2 separate regions of the Capra hircus genome follow, and region 1 is linked to region 2. The links are chromatin contacts, called in public Hi-C maps. All regions are on one chromosome and are shown on one strand. Each heading gives the region's core, a stretch centred on a gene start, on an enhancer-like site or on the middle of the called end of the contact. The rest is flanking DNA. Distances are from core to core; before and after follow the strand shown.

The links. A called contact is a pair of places that touch in the nucleus more often than the background predicts.
Region 1: a contact with region 2 is called in a Hi-C map of blood, with 6 times the contacts expected there. The contact joins two enhancer-like sites. A contact is called at or near these places in 4 of 5 Hi-C or Micro-C datasets (blood and liver).

The regions. Positions count from the first base shown.
Region 1 is chr18:14,733,161-14,738,163 of ARS1.2, forward strand. No RefSeq gene overlaps it. Among named protein-coding and RNA genes, the nearest start is that of SLC7A5, 8.9 kb to the left of the region's middle. Within about 2 kb of position 2,466, at least 1 of the 5 cell types and tissues checked has an H3K27ac peak or open chromatin away from gene starts, as enhancers often do.
Region 2 is chr18:14,670,078-14,675,100 of ARS1.2, forward strand. No RefSeq gene overlaps it. Among named protein-coding and RNA genes, the nearest start is that of KLHDC4, 20 kb to the left of the region's middle. Within about 2 kb of position 1,259, at least 3 of the 5 cell types and tissues checked have an H3K27ac peak or open chromatin away from gene starts, as enhancers often do.

The sequences.
Region 1 (5,003 bases), core at 1,216-3,715, 64 kb after region 2:
ACATTGACTGTCGAGCCCAAACCAGGACTTGAAGATCTTTTGTGTCATTTAATTATTGCATCAGCCATAGCTTGACCCCGATTGTGGCTGGAGGAACAAGACACTGGCTTATTATAGGACACTGAGTGGTCAGCCAGGTTCAGACCCACTGTGGGCCTTTGATCGTAGCTGTGATGCTGTGACCTCCCACTCAGCCAACCAGGCCACCTGCCCTCCTGACTAGATTGATGGGTGTGACTTCTTCTGGCCACAAGTGGTTTTATTTTAGCTCTCCTGGGGGCTCATGAAAGTTTCATTTCTCTCATTGGAAACCCCCCATTCTTGTGGAGGGAAGGCTTTGTGACTTTCCTCACACAGGCTTTCCAACGCCCTCCAGCTGCTCAGCAAGGTCACCCAATTTTCTGAAGTTCACAGGGTGGACATGGTGATTGTCTGTAATTCTGAGTGGAACCAAGGCCTGGGGACTTCTGAGTGAAGGTAGAAGCAAAGCTGGAGACACTGAAGCTAGGTTTTCCATGGTGCTCTCCACTAAGTTAAACAAAGAAAACATCAAGAGTGTGCCTGGCAGCCAGGCTCGAGGCTTGTGGCAGCCACTGTGGGGTCTGATTGATATGCTCAGAAGGCTGGCCCTGCTCATTGAGGGGTCTAGAGAAGCAATACTGTGGTGGCAAACAGGGCTTGAGGGTTCAGGACTGGCCATCAGTGAATCGATGGATGGATGGATAAATGCAGGCGGTCCATGCACGCAAGGGACTGTCCAGTTTAGCCATAAAAAGGAGTGAGGCACTGACCTACCATGATGTGGATGAACTGTGATAACCCTCCTCTCAGTGCAATGGCTGGATGCCTGGGAGTGTCTGGTATCATTTACATGAAATGACAAAGGATGTTGGGGCTGGAGAGATACCAAGTACGTTGGAGGTACCTGGGGCGGGAGAGGGGCGTGGGAGTGAATGGCAGCAAGTTTGTGGTGATGAAACTTCTTGGAACCAGATGATGGTGAAGTTTGCACAGCAGTGTGAACACCCTAAACGCCACCAAACTGTTCCCTTTAAAATGGTTAATGGTTAAATTCATATTATGTGTGTGGGGGGGTGTGTTTATGTTCTTAGTCCTGTCCAACTCTTTGAGACCCCAGGGACTGTAGCCCACAAGGCTCCTCTGCCTATGGGATCCTCTGGGCCACAATACTGAACTGGGTTGCCATTTCCTTCTCCAGGGGTTCTTCCCAACCCAGGGATCAAACCCATGTCTCTTGCGTCTTCTGCATTGCAAGCAGATTCTTTAACACTTTGCCACCTGGGAAGCCCATATTATGTGGATTTGTACCTTAAAAAAAACACACACAAAAAACATGCAGGCGTACAGTCAGAAGCCCTGGGTTCAAACCCCGACTCTGCGTCTAATGGAGAGGCTAATGGAGCTTCGGGGTTGGGGGTGGGAAATGCAACTCCGTTTCCAGGATTCGGGGTCCCCATCCACGCAGGGTGCAGCATCACCTCTGGCTTCTGCAGGGTGGGTGAGGTAGCAGGGTGAAGCCCCCATGCCTGACAGAGCTGTGGCTGGTGGCCTGGTGTGAGGGTGAGACAGTGACCTTCCAGGGCCTGGGGACTGGCCGGCTAGGTGCCCCGATTCTGCCCTCGACCTTCTGGGCAGAGCTCAGCTGGTGTCAGAGGAGACATGCGGCCCACCCACGGCCACCCCGTGATGAGCTCTGGCCCCTGGTCAGGCCTGGCCGCCCATCCGGGTCCTATCCCCACACATCTGGGTTTGCGATGCAGAGTCCCCCTCCCGGTCTTTGCTCCAGGCGCCTGGCTTGACCAGCAGAGGACTGGCCACTGGACTCTAGTCCGATTTCTTCACGCGGATAAAATACAGTCTACGCTTCTGCTCCCTTCCTGCCCCACCCTGGGGTGGGGGGCTCCTCTGGGATGTGCTGCTGCCCTGCCCACTGTTACAGTTGAAGAGTGTCCCCCCCAAAACAGGGCGCTGCAGTCTTAACCCCAGAGCCTCAGAACCTGACCTCCTCTGGACGTAGGGCCACTGCAGGTAGAACTAGTTAGGAGGAGGTCGTCGCAGAGCAGGGTGACCCCTAACCCCGTACAACTGGAGTCCTCGTAAGAAACGGCCACATGACGAAGGACATCAGGTGCTGGTGGAGGCAGAGGCTGGGCAGATGCGGCCACAAGTCAAGACCACCGGTGACACGGGAGCCGGAAGAGGGAGGAAGGACCCTCCCCTTCAGGCTACAGGGGGCTCGGCCCTGACGTCAGACTGCAAGCCTCCAGACCCCGAGAGGACAAACTTCAGGTGTTTAAAGCCTACGGGTTGTGGCACACTGTCTCAGTGGCCCCAAACCACTGTGAGGTGTTATAAAAGGTGGAGCTCCTCCGCGTGGGGCCCCCTTGGGTCTCGCTGTTTCGTTAGTCTGTGCAGGCACAGGGAAGGCCCACCCGGCTGGTGCACTGTGCCCCCCGCCAGCCTCTCTCTCAACACCAACACCAGCTCCGTGGGCAGCCCAGCCTTTCCTGAGAGAGGGAGGGGATGGGGCCCAGAGCTGCAGCAGCTGGGGCAAGTGCCCTAGAGAACCAGCTTCTGCCTGGAAGGAAGAACAGGTGAGTCGCTGTCCTTCCGGGACCTCCACTAGGGTCCTTTAGACGCTGATGTGAGCCTGCAGGTCATCGGGACCCAGCATCCCCTCCCTCCTCGGACTGGCCACCTCGGGGACATCTGGAGTGAAGCGTGGAGGATGAGGTGGCTCACAGCACTAAGCCAACTCCCCGTGGCCAGCTCGGGCAGGCAGGAAGGACGCCGGCATGATCTGTCCTGGCCTGTCTGTGATTCCATCCCGAGTGGACACGGTGACGGGAAGGCCTCCGGTGTCTCTGTTGCTCACACCCATGTGACTGGACAGCTCCCTTGGGAGATCCCAGATGCCCCAGGATGAGACCCTCCTCCCTGCGTCCAATTGCCAAGCAGTCCATTTTGGGGGCATCACCCATGTCGCCCCAAAGCACTTGGGCTCCTGCGTGGCCCGTGGGGCTGCCCTGCTGGTTGAGAGCCTGAGACTCTTCCTCCACTCAGCGTATGCCCCTGCTTTAGGTTTTGCCCCTTTTAGGTTCTAGAAACTGCGTGGGTAATGGAGAAACAAGATGGCTAAGGCTAAAAGCACAGCTCTTGAAACTTAAAATGACCACAAAGGGACTTCCCTGGTGGGCCAGTGGTTAAGACTCCATGTTTCCACTGCAGGGGACTGCATGCCACATGTGTGGCAGAAAGAAAGAAAGAAAATGAGCAAGAATTCAAGAGCTGCAGGGAGTGGGAGATTTGTAGCCTTGATCAACTTTCTCCTTCACCTCCCAAGGGCCTCTCCACCTCGGCCTCCCAGTTCAGCTGAGGGCAACTCCATCCTCCAAGCTGTTTGCACCAAGGCCCTTGGCCTTATTCTTTTTTTTTTACGATATTTATTTATTTTAATTTTTGATTGTGCTTGATCTTAATTGCTTGCAGACTTCTCATTGCGGTGGCCTCTCTTTTTGGGGGCACGGACCGTAGTGTCCACAGGGTCGGTAGTTGTGGTGCATGGGCCTAGTTACCCTGTGGCACGTGGGGTCTTCCCAGACCACGGATAGAACCCATGTCCCTTTCATCAGCAGACAGCTTCTCATCCACTGGACCAGCAGGGAAGTCCCCTTGGCCTTATCTTTGATGCCCTGCTTTCTCTCGCACCCCCAGCTGGTAGGGCTGGAGATCATGACACAAGTGTGTCCTGCACCTGGCACTTCTCACTCCCCCTTCGGGGGGCTTTCCACCTGGGGTTTGTCTGTCACCCCACATCTCCCCTCTTTGAGAAGCTGGGTGAGACGTGTATGTGCCCCGTAGCTGTCCTCACGCCTCTCAGAGCAAAGCCCCCATCCCTGCATGTGGCCTGTCTGGTCAGTCTCTGACCTCCTCTCCTGCCACTGTGACCCTCACACACTGCATCTCGGCCACGCTGGCCTCTGCTGTTCCTGAAATTTCCAGAACCATCCTGGTGTCTGCACGGCCCACCCCGTCACCTCGTGCAAGTCTTTGCTCCATTGTCAGCTTCTCAGTGAAACCCACCCTGACTGGGTACCGGGCTTCCTGCCCCATGGTGCTTTTCCCGGAGCCCTGGCCACCTGTCGCTTTGCCCCCGCCGGGCCCGCCCCACCCATCATCTCTGGACCGTCTCCCCTGCTGATGCAGACACCATGGGGGCTGGGGTCTCGGCTCGGCATCTCGTCACTCACATTCCCAGTCTTGCCCACTAATGGGTACACGAGGCCGGGGGGTGTTCAATAAACAGTGGTGTCAGACTGGAGTGGAGCTGTGTGTCATTACAAAACTATGAAATGAGGCAGAGACCATGGCAAGTGGAGCCTGAGTGTCAGGCCTGTTTCTGATGTTCACACTTTTGATTTGTGTTTGTGTGTTCAGGGAGCTAGCACATCTGGAGGGTGGCCCCTCTCTGGATTTCCAGAGTTCAGTAAAAAGGATCAGATGGTTTCCCTTTGCTTAAAAATAATTTCCCTATTTCAATTCTAGTAAAATAAAACAAACTCACTGACTGACAGAGGAAATTCTGACAGAATAATCTTAACACTGAAAAAATACACAGCTTTTATCTTCAATGCGGTGGTTAGTGAGTGTATCTTAAGGACGGCGGAAACAGAAGACCTTTCTTTCCTGTTGACGCACGTTTGAACTTTTCCACAGACGGGGGAGCTGGGCCTTTCTACTGCAGAACCCCCAAGGTGTGACCCAACCTGTGGGTCAGGGAACCTGAGCCGGGCTGTCTCTCACGATGAAACTGCCCCAGACTGAGCCCGCACCCCCCACGCTGTGCTGAGCAGGGCCGGGGTCCAGGTGGCTCTTGTGATCCTATCGCTTCTGAAGGGACCTGTGCTCTTTGTCCCCATGGTTTTCAGAGCTGCTCACTTGGGCTACCTGGCCCTTCCTCCCAGCTCCATCACAGAGGCTGA
Region 2 (5,023 bases), core at 9-2,508:
GGACTCAGGCCTGGGAGGCAAGAGGAACCAAGACCAGCAGGGGCGTGAAGCTGGAAAGAAGCAGCCTCTCAGACTTGTCCGGTCGGGTTGAATGGGCTGTTAATCCACTGGAACGAGAGCCCAGCATTCTTGGGTCCCTCTGGCTGTTTCATTCTTTGGGAATTAGCACATAGGATCCTGCAAGTTTCAACAAACGAGGCCAGGAGAGGGGAGCGGGTCATGCCCCGAGCATCCGAGGCCGTGGTCCCTGGTGGAACACGAGGTCCCTGCATCCACGAGGCAGTCACGGGTCAGTTTCAAATGTCCACCCTGCGCCATAAAGGAGGCTTAATGAGGAGGCAGAAATACACTGTGTGAAACATGTCACGTGCTCACTGTGAGTGGGGAGGGTGGGTGAGGGGCTTCTGATGGCAGACCCCCACAGCAGCCCCCAGCCTCTCAGAGGCTACATGTGATCATTACAGGCACCTTGGACCCTCTCCCGTGGAAGCTTGCTCTTGGCCTCTTTGCTGGGCACCTTGGGGTCTCCAGATCTCCACATTGTTTTCCATTTCTCTGCAGAACCTAGAGAAGACTCGCCTCACTGGCCTTCCATCTGTTGGCTGGTGAGCACATCTCTTCAGCCGTAAGCAAAAATCCTGCAACAGTGCTTTCTCCAGAGATAATCTTTTAACTCGCTATAATTAACAAGCATGCCAGACTGTGTGAAGGGCCCTGGGCCTCGGGGTAGGCACAGCGAATGTGCTGGGACCTGGCCGTGGCTGCTTCCTGGGCTTGGCTGCCACTGGTCTCCGAGCATCACACCCTCTGGCTCCCCAAGGCTCTCCCACCCAGGAGGAACGGGCCACACTCTGCTGCCAAGATGTGGGTGTTATTTGTCTCACGGTCACAGAGCTGAGCCAGGCCGTGGCACCCCACCAATAAATATTATCGTCCGCTGCCGGTAGCCAAGGCCAAGTTGGGATCTGGGAGTGGAGGTCAGAGGAGCAAGATTCCCAGATGGCACAGGGTTCGGGGGGGACAAGGGAGAAGCAGGCGCCTCCCTCCCTGGGGTCGTTGGTGAGAGTTGGCGGGAATGGCTTCTGCTGAAGCGGCAGAATGAAACTCCAGGGGCTGAGACCTGGGGCCCTGGCGCCAACACTGCCCCTTCTGTTGTCCCCAGCCGAGGCCAAGAGCCCTTTGTATGTCTGAATAACTGGCCAAGGACCGGACGGCACATTGTGCCAAGACCGGCGACGGGCCGGCTTGAGCTGGGCGGCCTCTGCTGGAATCCCTCGACACTTTACAACATTTGGCGAGCGTGGTCCGCGGGCTCCGGGCACTCAGAGGCCGAGGTGTTCACAGAACTCACAGCTGGTCCTCAGAGGGGGACGGACAGGAACAGGTGCACGGACCCACAGGTAACCTGGGGCAATGAGCAGTGTGTGAATGAAGTAAACAGGCCAGCCCAGTAGGCAGGATGGGGTCTCCTGCGGGGCAGAGGCCGGAGGGGCCCTGCTGGGGTGACCTGGTGTCAGACACACTGTGCCCTGAGAGGGGGCTGGGGGAGAGGCAGGGCAGCTTCCCACAGGGCAGTGGACGTGAGGAGGGGTTTGGACTCTGTTCTAAGCACCAGGGCAGTATGCCGGGCTGTGACACAAAGGGGCCTGGCACCTAGGGAAAGGGCACTCTGGCCACTGCGGAGCAGCAGGAGTCTGGGGAGGTGGGTAGGGTGACCACGACCTGCCCCAGGGGGACCTGTGGATGTGCGGCCTCACGTGGCAAAAGAAGCTCTGCAGGTGGGATAAAGTGAGGCCCTTGAGGTGAGACATGGCCCCGGATCATCTGAGGGTCCCGATCTCATCACGTGGATCTTTATCAGGGAGATGGGAGGTCAGAGGAGGAGAGGCGACAACAGAAGCAGAGGTCAGACATGGGGCCTCCCCTCGAGGAGAGGGGCCTTCCTTAACCCTCCAGCTTTTGGTGGCCAGCAGGCCTTGGCGTCCGGGCTTCTAACTGCACCTTTCCAACCTCTGTCCAGCCTCACATGGCTTTTTCCTCTCTGTGTCTCCATGTCTTCACACAAAGTCGCCAGTCACTGGCTTTAGGGCCCACCCTCACCCAGCATGAGGCAGAATAGTGTCCCCCCCCCCAAAAAAAAAATGTCCAAGTCCTGACCCCGGAGACCTGGGAATGTGACCTTATTGGAAAACAGGGTCTTTGCAGATCTAATTAATTTGTATCCTTAAAGAGGCAAAAGAGGCAGATTTGAGACGCACAGATGCTGACTCTTCCAGGGACCATGTGAGCGCAGAAGCAGGTGTTGGAGTGATACAGCATAAGCCAGGAAACACCAGGAGCCCCAGGAGCTTGAAGAAACCGCAAGTGTTAGTCGCTCAATTGTGTCTGACTCTTCGTAGCCCCATGGACTGTAGCCTGCCAAGCTCCTCTGTCCCTGGGATTCTCCAGGCAAGAATACTGGAGTGGGTTGCCATGCCCTTCTCAAGGGGATCTTCCCAACCCAGGGATCGAACCTGGGTGTCCTGCATTGCAGACAGATTCTTTACCATCTGAGCCCACCAGGGTGAAGCTGGAAGAAGCAGCAAAAGTTCGAGGATTAATCTTATTTATGTCAGCTTGACTGGGCCACAGCTTTGTGTTCCAACACAATTCTAAGTATTTCCCTAAGGATGTCTTTGGATGAAAGTAACATGTAAATTTGTGGACTGAGTATGCAGATTGCCTTCTGTAGTGTGGGTAGGCCTCATCTAATCTGTCAAAGGCCTGAATAGAACAAAAAGGCCAACCTCTTCTGAGTAAGAGAGAGTTCTTCCTGCTCAGTGGCCTTGGAACTAGGACAACAAGTTTTCCAGGGAACCTGGAGGAAGTGATTTGGTGCCTGTGGTGACCAGACCATAGGAGGTTGGTAGCTTCCATTTCCTGTCCTGGGACAGTCACTCCTGGACCCCAGAATTTCCCTGTAAGGCTTCTGACCACAGGGAGACCCTCAGGGTCTGGGAAGCCCCATGGAAAGGCTGCATGGAGAGAAAGATGTCCGCCCAGCCCCCAAAACTCCAGCCACACCAGCCCAGGACCAAGAAGCAGATGATTCTAGACTCCAGGTCTACCTGCCCGCGATTGCAGCTATGTGAGACCCTAGGCAAGAAGCGCCTGCTGAGCCCAACTGCTGGGAGCCAGGAGCCCTCATAACAAATTGTTTTAAGCTGTTAACCTTGGGGCTGATTTTGTAACCAAGCAGGGGCCCTCCGGGGAGAGGCCTTCCCCTTTATCCTCTGCTTTAGCTCCTCTCTGAAGTACCTGTTGAATAGATAACAATATCTGATGCGCATTTTCAGAGTTGTTTTGCAGACATGAAAACCCCCCACCAAACGGTTACAAAGATGTAACTACCTGATGACCATGAGCACGCAGCCCTAGGCTTCCTGGAGCCTAAGGACTGATAATGTTAACTTCTGTGATACTACCCTAATTACCTCACCACCAGCCAATCAGAGAATTGTGCACAAGCTTACCACAGACCCTGCAACCTGCCTCCTGGCTTTGAGAAATGCTTTGCCAAAAACCCTTCAGAGAATCTGGGGCTTTTTAAGGCCCAAGCCACCTGTCTCTGCTTGGCTCCGCCATAAACCTTTCTCTGCTTTAAACTCCAACGTTTCAGTAGGTTTGGCCTCAGCACACATCGGGCACAGGAATTTGTGTGAACAATTTGCTCCACGGCGATAGCTAGAGCAAATAAGTGGCTTGGTGAGAACATGAAGTCTTCCCCACTGGGGAGACGCTTAGGGCAGGGAAAACGCCACAGGGACACTTGGCTCGTGGATGGCCTCTCTGATGGATACCCCGTCCTCTGCTGGAGCAAATCCAGGCCAGGGTGACTTTGTGCAGTGCACGTACTGTGGCACTGTACATGGCAGCCCCGAGTGGAGGCCTCACCACCCGCAGAAGGAAGTGGGAAGCGTCTCCACTAGTGTCCCCACCACTCCTCCGCTGTGTCCATCACTCACTCATCACAGGGCCCCTCCCTCATCCTGGCCTGTTTTGGCCGCCAGGCAGCTTAGCCAAACATGGAGCCAGGGGAAGGTGCCAGCAGAGGCAAGCCTGGGTGCCAGGAGAGGGCAGAGGAGGTGTAGGGAAGGTGCCAGCAAGGCCCTGGGGCCTGTGGGCCAGGACTTGACCTCTCCTCTCGGGCACAGGTCTGCAGTCTCTGCTTGTCCCGGCCTTGTCTAGCCCAAGGTGAGTCCTTTTGAAGTCTGTTGCTGGGGACTATTAACAGGAGCCCGATCCAGAACCCAGCAGGACTCGTCCACCCTGCACCCTCTCCTGCGGGGGAGTGTGCCTCCTGCGGCCCTCTTCCTGGCCTCCCTGGCCCCTGGTGTCGCAATCCAGTCTGCTGTCTGGGCCTGAGAATATGGGTGCTGGCGCCTCTCTCTGCCCCTCCAGACCCCGCTCCCACTCCCCCACCCTCTGCAGACATCCCAGGGTTCCCTTGCCTTGGGCGGTCCTGGCTCCTGCCCTTGCTGGCCCTCATCTTGGAGGGTGACCCCTAGGCCGCCCTCCATGGGCACTGCCTGCTCTAGCAAGCCCCTGCCTGTGGGGAACTGAAGGGAGAACAGCAGCTTCAAGCACAGGTGAGAAAAGCCTCGTCCCCACTCTGGCTCCAGAAAAGCCCCAAGAGATGTGGAGTAAGGGGCCTCCACCAGGAGTTGTCCTCTGTATTCCACATCCTTGGGCCTGATGGGGGTTGCAGGGCAAAAAGAGAAACCTGCCCCCTCGTCCCTCCTCACTGGACGCCGACGCCTCATGGTTCACATTGGGGCCCCCCATGGCCTTGCTGGCCTCATCCGCCTGCCTGCTCCGGCGATGGGGACCTGGGGCAGGTGACCCGGCCTCCCCAGAGTCTCACATCCTCCCGTGTAGTGACGACAGCAGAGTGTAACGAATGCCCACCGCTCGGAGACAGAGGCTGTCCCCTGACCAGACCCTAGGCAGGTTCCTCCGAGCACATTTTCAACAAGGCCTCATC